Regions from separate parts of the Anas platyrhynchos genome. Here region 1 is linked to region 2. A link is a contact called in public Hi-C data. All regions are on one chromosome and are shown on one strand. The core of a region is the stretch at or near the end of the contact, and the rest is flanking DNA. Distances in the headings are between cores, read along the strand shown. Region 1 has its middle 48 kb from the start of ZNF236. Region 2 overlaps ZNF516 (zinc finger protein 516).

The links. Hi-C and Micro-C count contacts between places; a contact is called where the count stands out from the background.
Region 1: a contact with region 2 is called in a Hi-C map of subcutaneous adipose tissue, with 2.5 times the contacts expected there. The contact joins two enhancer-like sites. A contact is called at or near these places in 6 of 8 Hi-C or Micro-C datasets (F1 follicle, F5 follicle, liver and 2 more).

What each region holds. Positions count from the first base shown.
Region 1 is chr2:62,017,397-62,022,915 of IASCAAS_PekinDuck_T2T, reverse strand. No RefSeq gene overlaps it. Among named protein-coding and RNA genes, the nearest start is that of ZNF236, 48 kb to the left of the region's middle. Within about 2 kb of position 3,010, at least 2 of the 8 cell types and tissues checked have an H3K27ac peak or open chromatin away from gene starts, as enhancers often do. A contact at or near this core is called in subcutaneous adipose tissue, where this site is marked.
Region 2 is chr2:61,868,279-61,873,469 of IASCAAS_PekinDuck_T2T, reverse strand. All of the region lies in intron 2 of ZNF516 (zinc finger protein 516), which reads left to right. Among named protein-coding and RNA genes, the nearest start is that of ZNF516, 73 kb to the left of the region's middle. Within about 2 kb of position 2,624, at least 5 of the 8 cell types and tissues checked have an H3K27ac peak or open chromatin away from gene starts, as enhancers often do. A contact at or near this core is called in subcutaneous adipose tissue, where this site is marked.

The DNA of each region.
Region 1 (5,519 bases), core at 1,761-4,260, 150 kb before region 2:
TAAATACTAACGGGAACAGTAGGGTTGCTGTGATATCAAATCCAGTATAAAAAACAGTCAAAACTCTGACTTGGAGCATTCCTCACTAGTTACCTTGCCTAAATAAATGTAATAAATGTATTGACTATGATTATAACAGATCAAAACAATGATATTGGAAAACAAAATGAAGTGTGTACACTCAACTTCTGGCCCAATATTGATCTTGTTGTCACAAGTATTATTACACTGTGTTCTTTTCCTCCATATCTGTATCCATGGCACTTCATATCCAACAGACATTGCCAAACACACATGGTGTCTCCACTGCTTCTTCTGGTATGATAACAGGGTTGATATCCTCGGTCTGATGGGTTGTACTGAAAACCTGCAAGAAGATTTATCTTTCCAGTGTGTCTATATGAACCTATTTTCTGATCATCTCAAAGGTTTCAATGAAGTTAACCTCCCAGAACCTCTGTGAAATAGGAAACTGGAATAATTACCACTTAACATATTTGGGAAGTGAGCATCACAAAGAGTAAGATTATTCAAGATATTACAATGTTCCTGCACTCAGGAGCACATAAGATATCACTGGCTTAGACTCCTGGCTTCTGAAGTCAAAGACCCCAATAACTGCAGCATGCATCTGAGTCAAAGTAGAAGCCAGTCCAAAAGCAAACCCATATATTATTCATAGCAGGCAAACTATTGAATCTCTAATCCACCCTTCTGTGTCTGGTTTTGACTGGAAAATGCAGACCTGAAGAGTCTCCTCAGGTAAAAAAAAAAAAAAAAAAAAAAAAAAAAAAAAAAAAAAATCCAAAGGAAATGTTCCCATCCTTCTGGGAAAGTTTTGGATCTGAGAAATAGGTTTCCTCTTTCATTGTTGAAACTAGTCTTATCAAACAATTCCCAGTGAACTCTTACTCTACAGCATGTCAGCTATGTTGTTGCCAGACACCAGGCATTGGCACCTGCTCAAAAAGCCTTTCTTTCTTTTTTTTTTTTTTTTTTTTTTCTGAAGTGGATCTTGGTTTAGCTCTTTTCTTCATTGACGAACTTCAGAAGATCATATTGTCAAAGTTCACTCTGGCGTCATGTTTGGATCCAGTAGCAACCTCAGACTAAAGTGATTGTTAAAAAGGGTACAGAAGGAGAAAATAAATCAGCATTGGTGTCAGTTTGTTTTATTTCAATAATGGTCACCATGGAAACAAAGTCACTGACCTGTTTCTTTTCATACATATAAGTAAACACTAGGGTTTCCAGTTTTCATACAAACCATTTTTAGTACCAACAGTTTACCTCACAGAATGCCTACAACATGCTATCTTATTGAAACTTACTTTTTTATTTTTCTTTCCCCTCAAGGCCTATTTTTATTTATTTATTGCCAATTTCATTTACCAGGGAAACAATGAAAATTCAGTACTGTCATTACACCAGACCACCTCAATTTTCACTGTAACTACCCTTGCTCATAGGTGCAGTGACTGTAAACCAGCAATCTACTAGTAGTACATTTAGATGTGCTTCAACAGCCACTTCTGACTCATCAGGTTAATTTCAGATGACTTCATTCTGCATCTTTTTATTGGTCAAGCATACTATGCACGAAAAACACCTTACTAATGACAAGCTAGCTGTGATTGAGTTGACACATTCTATTTACAATGGAGAAGGCCTTTTTCATATCTCCTCAAGAGATATGAAAGCACTCTTAAAACAATTTATTACTGCCAACATGGCTTGTGTCATACATTCCTTGCTTGCTGTATTTGCATTATTCACATTGATTCTAAGCAAAAACTTACACACTTAAATTAGCAAGAGATATGACTGAGGTGTCACATATAACCCACAGATAACCAGCTGACACCCAAACTGAGTGTGAGCATGTAACCACAATGCATGGGTGCTTGCACAAAGAAGCAGGTAATGGAGTTTGCAATGAATAGGGCAAAAATATCAGGTTGGAGTGCCATTTCTCCTTTTAAGAACACAATAACATCTTCTCTCTATCCCTCTTAAGCTTTGACTATGCATGTTGTATTGTGGCCTTAAGGACAACCACCCACGTATACAGAAAGAGAGAGAAATCATATATGGAAATGTTGAAAGGCAAAAGAATATCATATTTGCTGTATTATGGCCTCTGAGACTATGCCCTGTGTTTGTTATCTCAAGAGTAGGCAAATAATCTAGCATATCAGTGTATTATCTGGGACAAATGCCCTGCTAGAGTAACTCCAGTTAAGTAATACACTTATTTTCCTTTCCTTTAAGCAATGTAAAAACTCATAACACCATTTAATTTAATGGCATTACTCCAAGACTAAATAGCTATAACTATGAACAGAATTGTCTGACTGAATCAAGCTGTTCAGAAAGAAATCGAAATCATGCCAAACTGCCTTTTTTTTTTTTTTTTTTTTTTATTGCTCTGTGACAAGCCTGACTGCTCCATCTTTCACAGGCATTTTGGGTTTAAGCTAAAGGCTTATGAAAATAGTTGCTTTGAGTTAAGTAACTCAACTACATCGCTGTTCATCACAGTCAATATATGCATTTTAGATGATCAGGGAATTGGGTGTTGTCTAGGTCACTTTATACAGAGGTTTGTTGGTTTTGTGTATTTTTTATTTTTATATTTTTCGTAAAGGATTAAGCCTAAAGTTTGGCTGCTATTATTCTGCAATCTACTAGACAAATGTGGTTACAATTTCCTAACTCCCATTGCCCAAATTTACTTAAATTGCTTCATAAACAGAATTTAAACATGCTCTAGCTTGTGCTTGTGATAGATTAAACTTTTCCTCTAATACACTTCCAAAATCTCTGTTCCAGCTGAGGGCACTGACCTTACAAATAAATAAAACATGTTTTGTTTCCACGCTCTGTATTTATCTCAATGGCCTGTAATCTTTCAAACTTTCCTTCCCTCCCCCTCCTTTTCTTCGGGTCTGCTTCAGTTTCCCACTGATACTGATATGCAAGCTTCCTCATTGGGTAACATTTGGCAAGCCTCGCTGCTGCTGTCCAGTAAAGGCAGATTTCTGTAATGACGTCTGCTTTTTACAACAGCAGCATGGGGAGTCTGAACTCAGCAGTCAACAGCTTGTGGGATTAAACAGGAAGGGGAAAAATAATATCAAAAAAAAAAAAAAACTGCTTCAGTCTTAATAAATTCTGATGATTTTTGCTATCTTGGACCAGTGGAATATAAAGTCACAGTGCTTTCTCCTCATTTTCTACCTTTTAATATTTCAGTGTTCCATCCAGAACTGCTGTCACTGTGATTTTATTCTCAACTTTAAAACATTTTTAAAGGTTATTTGATATTTGTATGTTTCAATTGGTCGGGAATACAGTACAGGAGAATTTATGTGGTGACATAAACGATGGTGACTCCTCAGGGCCATGCAGTGTTCTCTCTGCATATTCTCCCTGCTTAGAGTAAAATCCACTGAGAATAGACCATAAAATAATGCTGCCACTGGTTAATATATTTAGGACTATCTTTGTTTATTTCAATAACAAAAATTAATACATGTTATATTGGATTTCCATAGTCAAATAATTGTCTCAGACTGATGGAACCAGTGGTGATATTTGCATAACAAGTTTTCTGAAGTAAAACCACCCTAAACACTGTGTTGTGTCCCAGGTGGCTGCATGGAGAACCTGGAGTCTTCTAACTCAGGAGAAAAGAGATTAACCAAATCCTAACTGTGGGTGTTAGTTTGCTTCAAAAAGGGTTTTTCTTTCTTTGCCCGAGTGGCAATTACAAATGGGAAGTTAAAATGCACTAAATTAAAACAGGATAAAATAAAATAGCCTTTCTTTAATCACCATGTTAAATTTGATATATCAACCACCCGTATGAACACAGAATCTAAATTTTAAAGATTTAGGATTCCAACTATAAACATTGTTGAGAGATGTAATTTCAGAGAGTGAAAGAAGAGTCCACGTCAGAGATTGAGTATACTTAGCAATAATTTCTCTTTAGAAATATACTCTCCCTCTGGTTTTGGCCATCCTCCAAAATTCTACTTCTGAGACATCCCAAACAATGGAGACGTTATAACAAGAACCCATGGAGCAGTGTCCTGCATTGCACTGATGGTTTATAAAAGAGTGGTTTGTCTCAGCTAACCATTCCACATATATAAAATTAATGGTCTCAAAAGGCAAGTAAATGCTTACTGCACATAGTGAGCACATTGCAGAAATCCACTTAGATGGTACTAACTTTCCATTAATTTTCTCTGCACCTTGCCAGAATAAGCAGGCAGCCAGCAGGGTACTCCCGTGTGTAAGCCCAGACTTTGCACGTGGTGATTCCTACAGGCGGATTCCTCACACCATACTTAGGGTGCTTACATTAAAATTATTGGATTTTCAAAACTGGGAGAAACACAGTTGCCTCTGCCATCAAGAAGACAGATTGGCAATTTCTAGGCAAGTCAGTCACCTTCTCGTTGGGCACCTAACTGTGGTCTGCCAAGCACAGGTCTGGTGACTCAAAAATCTTGGTGTAAGGCTGGGTATACAGTATTTTGTGCTGATACAAGTATTTTGACTTGATGAGTGATTTTTCTATTAAAATTATCGAGGTGATGCATTCCCAGATTTGTAATTTCCTCATACAAATGCCTCCTTTTCTCTTGCTCCCTGAAAATGTGAGCAGTGGTGGTGGTGTGAGTACCATACACCTCCATGACTGCAAGCGTGCCAAAGGACTGCCAGTGTGCTGGAAGTTTCTTTTTTTCATAAAACGTGCAGGGGGTCATGCAGTGTGAGCTCAGTTGTGGTGTACCTCGGTCCCTGTCACTAGATGGGGCTCTGGGGAGGCTCTTCCTGGCCTCGCCACTTTCGTGGGGGCTGCAATTACTGTGACTTGCAGCTCTGCAATGTGTTTTATTAATCCATTGGCCAGACATGAACAAAGGAGCAATATCTGCACAGGTGGAAGGTGTTCCTCCCTAAGAAATGGGCTGCTTCATGCACCCAGCCTGTGTCCAACCTCCCCCTGCCTCTCCCCAGCCTTCTCCTTGGCCTCCCCACGCGTCTGAGGGCAGCCAAAATGGCAGCCTGCCCCAGGGCCGCTCGGCAGGCTGCAGGAAGTGGGAGATGGAGACAAACTACAAAGGGAAATTCCTAAGAGGCTGGGAGTTTGGCAGCGAGGACCGGAGTATCCTGACTTGGCTTGTGGGAATTAAGGGATGATCTCGGCTGAAGCTTGTGCTGTCAGACCTGCCCCTGTCAGCGTGGGTGCCTGGCACAGCCATCCCAGCGGGAAGCTCTGTTCCTGGGTCATTCCTGCTTTCTCCCATCTTTTATGCTCAAGCTGAAAAGAGGGTTTTGTGAGTGTTTGCTTCCGCTAGCAGACAACATGTATGCGAAGACGCATGTGTGGTACTAAATCAATCAGAAGATGTTACACGCTCCTCCCAGTGGATTACAAAATGAGAGCGGCCTCTCAGCAGTTTGCACATACGTTTTATCAAACCCCATCTGTCACTGAAACT
Region 2 (5,191 bases), core at 1,375-3,874:
AAATACAGAGCCTGTGCTAATGATCCCCTCCTCCTGGGGAATCCTGCTTGCAAACTCCAAACGAGGTGGAAAGAGTTACCTCTTAGTGTAGAATCTTTAACAGTTCTTTAAGAGTAGACAAAAGAAAGCTTTAAAGACTCTCTCTCTCACACACACACAAACAAAAAGTGTGTGTGTGTTAATTGTAGACATTGACCTTGGGAAAGTCAGTATTTCATCAACAAATATGTAAGACAGCCTTGGAAAGTCCCTTGTGAGCTCAGTGCTCATTTATATTCTGATTTTTTTTTTTTGAGGGAAACATTCATTCTGAAATAATGAAAGAATTATTATATAAATTAAACCTACACGTTTAAAGTTTTTTGTTTGTTTGTTTTTTGAGAACCCAGTTCAGAAGCATCTCTTTTTGTTAAACTTTCATGAAACATCCTTAAACGGCATGTTTAGTATTTGTGACTGTTCCTCTGAGTTCCTGAATACTCAGATGGCAAAGTGCAGCATTAAGGAAGAGTGCTTGTTTTGCTCTCATTCCTCAATAAGCTAAAATGGAAAATAGATGCCAATCAAAGTACCAAGTGCACTTGGGTGCCTAGCGACAGGTATCATTTCCAAGTTTTCAGAATATAATGATAGATACTCACTTGTCTGAAAGCTATGCCTTATTAATTAAAGCATATGAAGTATGCTTTAATGCTAAAACAATTTATATATATATATATATATATAAACAAACAAACAAACAAACACTACCCCAAATCCTTAATAGCCTTAACAAACCTAGGCCTTTGAATCAGAGACTGTTCTCCCTAAATCCTCTACCTATCTACTTATTTATTTATTTCTGCTGAGAATAAAGAGTTGGCTCTATTTTTCCTATTCCTGGTCTTTGTTTTAGGCTTGAAGTTGAATACCAAACATAAAAGCATAATTTTTTCGTTGTTAGATTTGGCAAAATTTGAAGGAATTTTACATGCCCTCTGGAAATATTTTAAATTTAATAATGTGTTGTTGCTGCATCTTAGTTTGTTTTCATCTAACTATAAAAAAGCAGTCAGAAATGACCTTGTGGCAAATACTGGATTCTATCTTCAAATATGTTTTGTTGTATGTGTTACTGCTCGTTGTTTTACCTTCCTGTTAATTGTTTTTAAGTAAAGCTTCTCCCCCTCTTGCAGCACTTTACCTTTTTATTCTGTAAGAATGCTCTCTCAATTAGCACTCTGCAGGCAAAAATTTTACACTTGTGAGGTCTTTATATTTTCTTCCTCCACACTTTTATATTTTCTTGAGTGTCTGATAGAAAAGTTCAGGCGATACTTTCATGCAGAGATGCATGTGGGCTGATTACCATACATCAAGACTGACTCTCTGAAAAGAAAGATACAGATTGGCATTACCTCATTCTGCTGCTGACTACACAAACTTCAGCCTGTTTTGACTGAGATCCTTCTACGTAGCAGAAGCAATGGACAAAAGTCAAAACCTTTGTATCTGTGTTTTTTTGTTTGTTTGTTTGTTTTTTTTCCCAAATATGTTGTTTCTTATTAAAGTAATCTGTATTAGTCTATCAGGGCTATTTATTTCAAGGGAGTTGTAGTTTATTTTCTAAAAAAGGGAGAGGAAAGGGGGGATAGTATAATATAGCATATTATGTAAGAAAAACCATCAAGGCTCTGTATTTCCTGTCCTTACTGTTTCTTTAATCACATCCCAAATCATTCGACCAGATACGTCTTCATCTACAAGAAGGTTTTTATACTCCTTGTGCTTGTGGTGGTCGCGTTCATGTTCAACCAGAATTAGTTTTGCTTATCATTGTTGAACATGTCAGAATGCCACTGTCTTCTGTAGCCATACAGAAGTACCATCTTCTCCTGGTTTGAAGTATGGAGATGCACAACCTCCATCCCACAGTGCCACACACTTTATTGTTAAATGACTTGAGTCCCATGATGCAGAGATATAAAGATATGTATTGTCAATGAACAGCAGGGAAGCTCTGTTTAGAGACTTCCTCAGGGTAGAGTGAGGATGATTTTCCCAAGTTGTTGGTTGGTGGAAAGTGTCATGGGAAGCTCTCAGAGCTGTTGGCTGCATGTTCTTGGTCCAGCTTCTCTCTCCCCCTTTTGGGAAAGTGAGGAACTTCCATATCACATGTCTGCAGGTGCTGGGTAACACACATATCCTTAGTCCAAACACCTCTGTCCATGTAGCTCAACCTCTGCATGGAGGTATTGTCCCAAGCAGAAGGTGTGCTGGGGAGGAACCTTGCTGAGAGCTGCACCTTGTGGGGCAGTACTGTCCCTGGGGGATACTTCTGCAGGATAAATCCCTCTTTATGCTTGTTTTGGTCCTTTTTATGCTTGCTTTGAGTTGTTTTCTGGGCAGAGGACCCAACAACGATCATGGGCATTCGTGGTGCCAGGGGTCACCGAGCTGTGTTTTGGGGGGCAGATCTCCACTTAGCAGTGAGGAGGGGGCGGTGGACATGTTGTGGGAGTGCTGTCCCCCGTGTTTTGTTTTGTTTGGGCTACTTTTGGTGCTGCTTGGTACTGTTTTGGAGCAGGAGGCCGAGGCCCAACACACGTTACTGTGAAGGCCTCAGCGCTAGGCCGCGCCGAGGCGGCGGCGGGGCTCATCCGCTGGGCGGCGGCGCCACCTGGCGGGGGCCGGGCCCCGGAATGGCACTGACAACGCTACTTTTTATTTTTCCTTTTTCCTTTGAATATGAAAGTCTCCTTTAGCTGTACTTTCCGATACTTATCAGCTACCGTAGTATTTTATTTTCTTCTTTTTTTTAAATGTGAGGTGCTGCGTTTATCTTTATTTGTGTAGCACAACATTTTAACTTCATGCAGAGGGAGTGCGCCACGGGGAAGTCCACCAGAGTTGTGGTGATTTAACTGTGTGTCTTATTTGGTGTGGGTAGGTAATGCCATTAACCACACCACCTCTCTTGTGACTGCGTGAGCCGCTGTTTTCCTCTTTTGACTAAGGAAAGGAAATCTGAAGTCAGTTTGATGCGACGTCTGTGCCACAAAAGTACAGTTACCACCTGAACCTTGTGCATAGCAGCTGAACTAACTCATGCATTAAATATATTTTAGTAAATGACCTGAGGAGGATTTACCAAACACTTCATTTTTCTGACATCAGTCTAAACTATATATTTGCTACAGTAATCATGGTAGTATTTCTTAGTGTGATGTTGGGGAGGGGGGGGAAGAGAGGGAGGAGGGGGAAGGCATGCAATTGTTTACCTCTCTCTTTTTGGAAATACCTGGCCGATCAAACATCTGTTTCTCAGTATGGTTTTCTGCTGTTTGAGAATCTGAATGAACCAGATGTATTTCTTAAGCCCACTATTCTTCGGGCGAGTTTTATTTCTGTTGATCTGGAAGCAGTTCTAAGGAGCCAAGGGGTTGGGATAGGGAGTGTCTGGTCTTTGATGACAGGAGGATATGAATAAATGGTAGGTAAAGTGATGTGGGTGATCTGAGGAGCTCTTTTTTGATAACTTAATCCTTTTTTTTTTTTTTTTTTTTTTTTTTGGTGGAGTTTTATGTGTGTAACAACAAAGCCCACAGCTGATACCCCTCTCAGGCATTGGGGCTGGGAGGTGGTTTGGTTACCCCTGTTTGCCTCATCCCTCCCCAATATACTGGTTAACCCTGCTGGAGCTCCTCTGACCCGCTGTGAGCTGCTGGGAGAGCAGATGGCGCCCCTGAGGTTCCAAAAAAATCAAGTTTCCTGTTAAGACCTGAACACTGGGGAATAATTAACACCAAAGCTCCTCAGGAGGAGAGGTGACAGTACTTCTTCTACAAAAATATACCAGACCACAGCTCTCGCCCAAGAAACAATGCATCTTTTCCCTGTTCTTGGTGGGATGTTTTACCTGAAGAAGGGTATTCCACTGAGATGGCAAGTGTCTTTCTATTTAAGGATGCCTCATTTCAATAGCTGATGATCAAAATTTTAAAATCTCCTTTTGTTAATCCTGTGGCAGGCACAGGGATTTTTCATGCTGCTTTGTATGGGCTTGCTCTCAATATGGAGGCGAAAGGCAGCAGTGAGGTTAACAAGGCCTTTCACCCAAAATGGTGTTTGCAGTCTGCCGCAGATGCTCATGAAGAAGCTCTTTTCTATCAAACCAAGATTGCAAATTGCCCTTGAATGTACTTTCCTGCTCTCTTGTAATGTACGTAACAGCACAAGGGCTGGGGAGAGGTAGGAAAGCTGAAGTACTTTCCAGCCCTTCTGGTAGTGTGTATATGTGTGCATTTTCCTAATCCTTTTGAGAAGGAGAAATTCCAAATTAAGCCAGCCCGTGGCAGTGTTTTTCAGCATTTCTTTTGCTTCTGCATTTAAAGCTTAAGCCTTGGTACTAATTGGAAAAGTTGGGAAGCTTCCTATGCACAATGTGCAATAGTTAATTCCGGCTTTTAACATTTTAGCATTTTAACACAATCCTTTATTTATTAAAATGAGCGTATGTTATAAATAATCATGACTCACAGGTGCAGAATTACTAGCTAGTTGTCTATGAAGCTTATTTTAAATGCAATGTGTTGCGATTCCTTTTTTTCTAATAGATTTGATTTCTCACCCCTTCCTCCTTTACCATAACAATGTTTCTATTATTTGAAAGATTGAATAAAACACATTTACAGACAGTTCTTCTTTTTTTTTCAATACATCTTTGAGACATCCCCTTGTCTCCTGACCTTTCTGATCTACATTATGCACCGTGGGATGATTCTCATCTGACTTCCTCCCCAAACAGAGGGCTTCCTCTTTCTTAAAATGGGAAGCCTACACAGCAGAGATGAATAGATGCTGGAATTTCTTGCATCTTTTAGATTACATCTTGAGAAATATGTTTTATTACTCACTTTGCAAATTACAAATACTTCAAAAAGCAAGAATTTAAGTCAGCCAAGGATTTTGGTGCTCCCATGGGCTGTAAAATGTACCTCTTGGTATAAAAGGAAAAGTGAGAGCAAAAAATTAAAAGCCCAAATTACTTTAAGAGCGCTGTTCAGCCTCAAACAAGTGCCTTTTCTGCGTTCTTGTTCGTGGCGGTAGGTTGCAGGGTTCTTTGTCTATTAGCTCTTCAGGGGGATTATGGAAGTTGCCAGTAAATGACTGATGTCTTTAGTGATCTCCGCAAGGCTGTCACAGAGTTGTT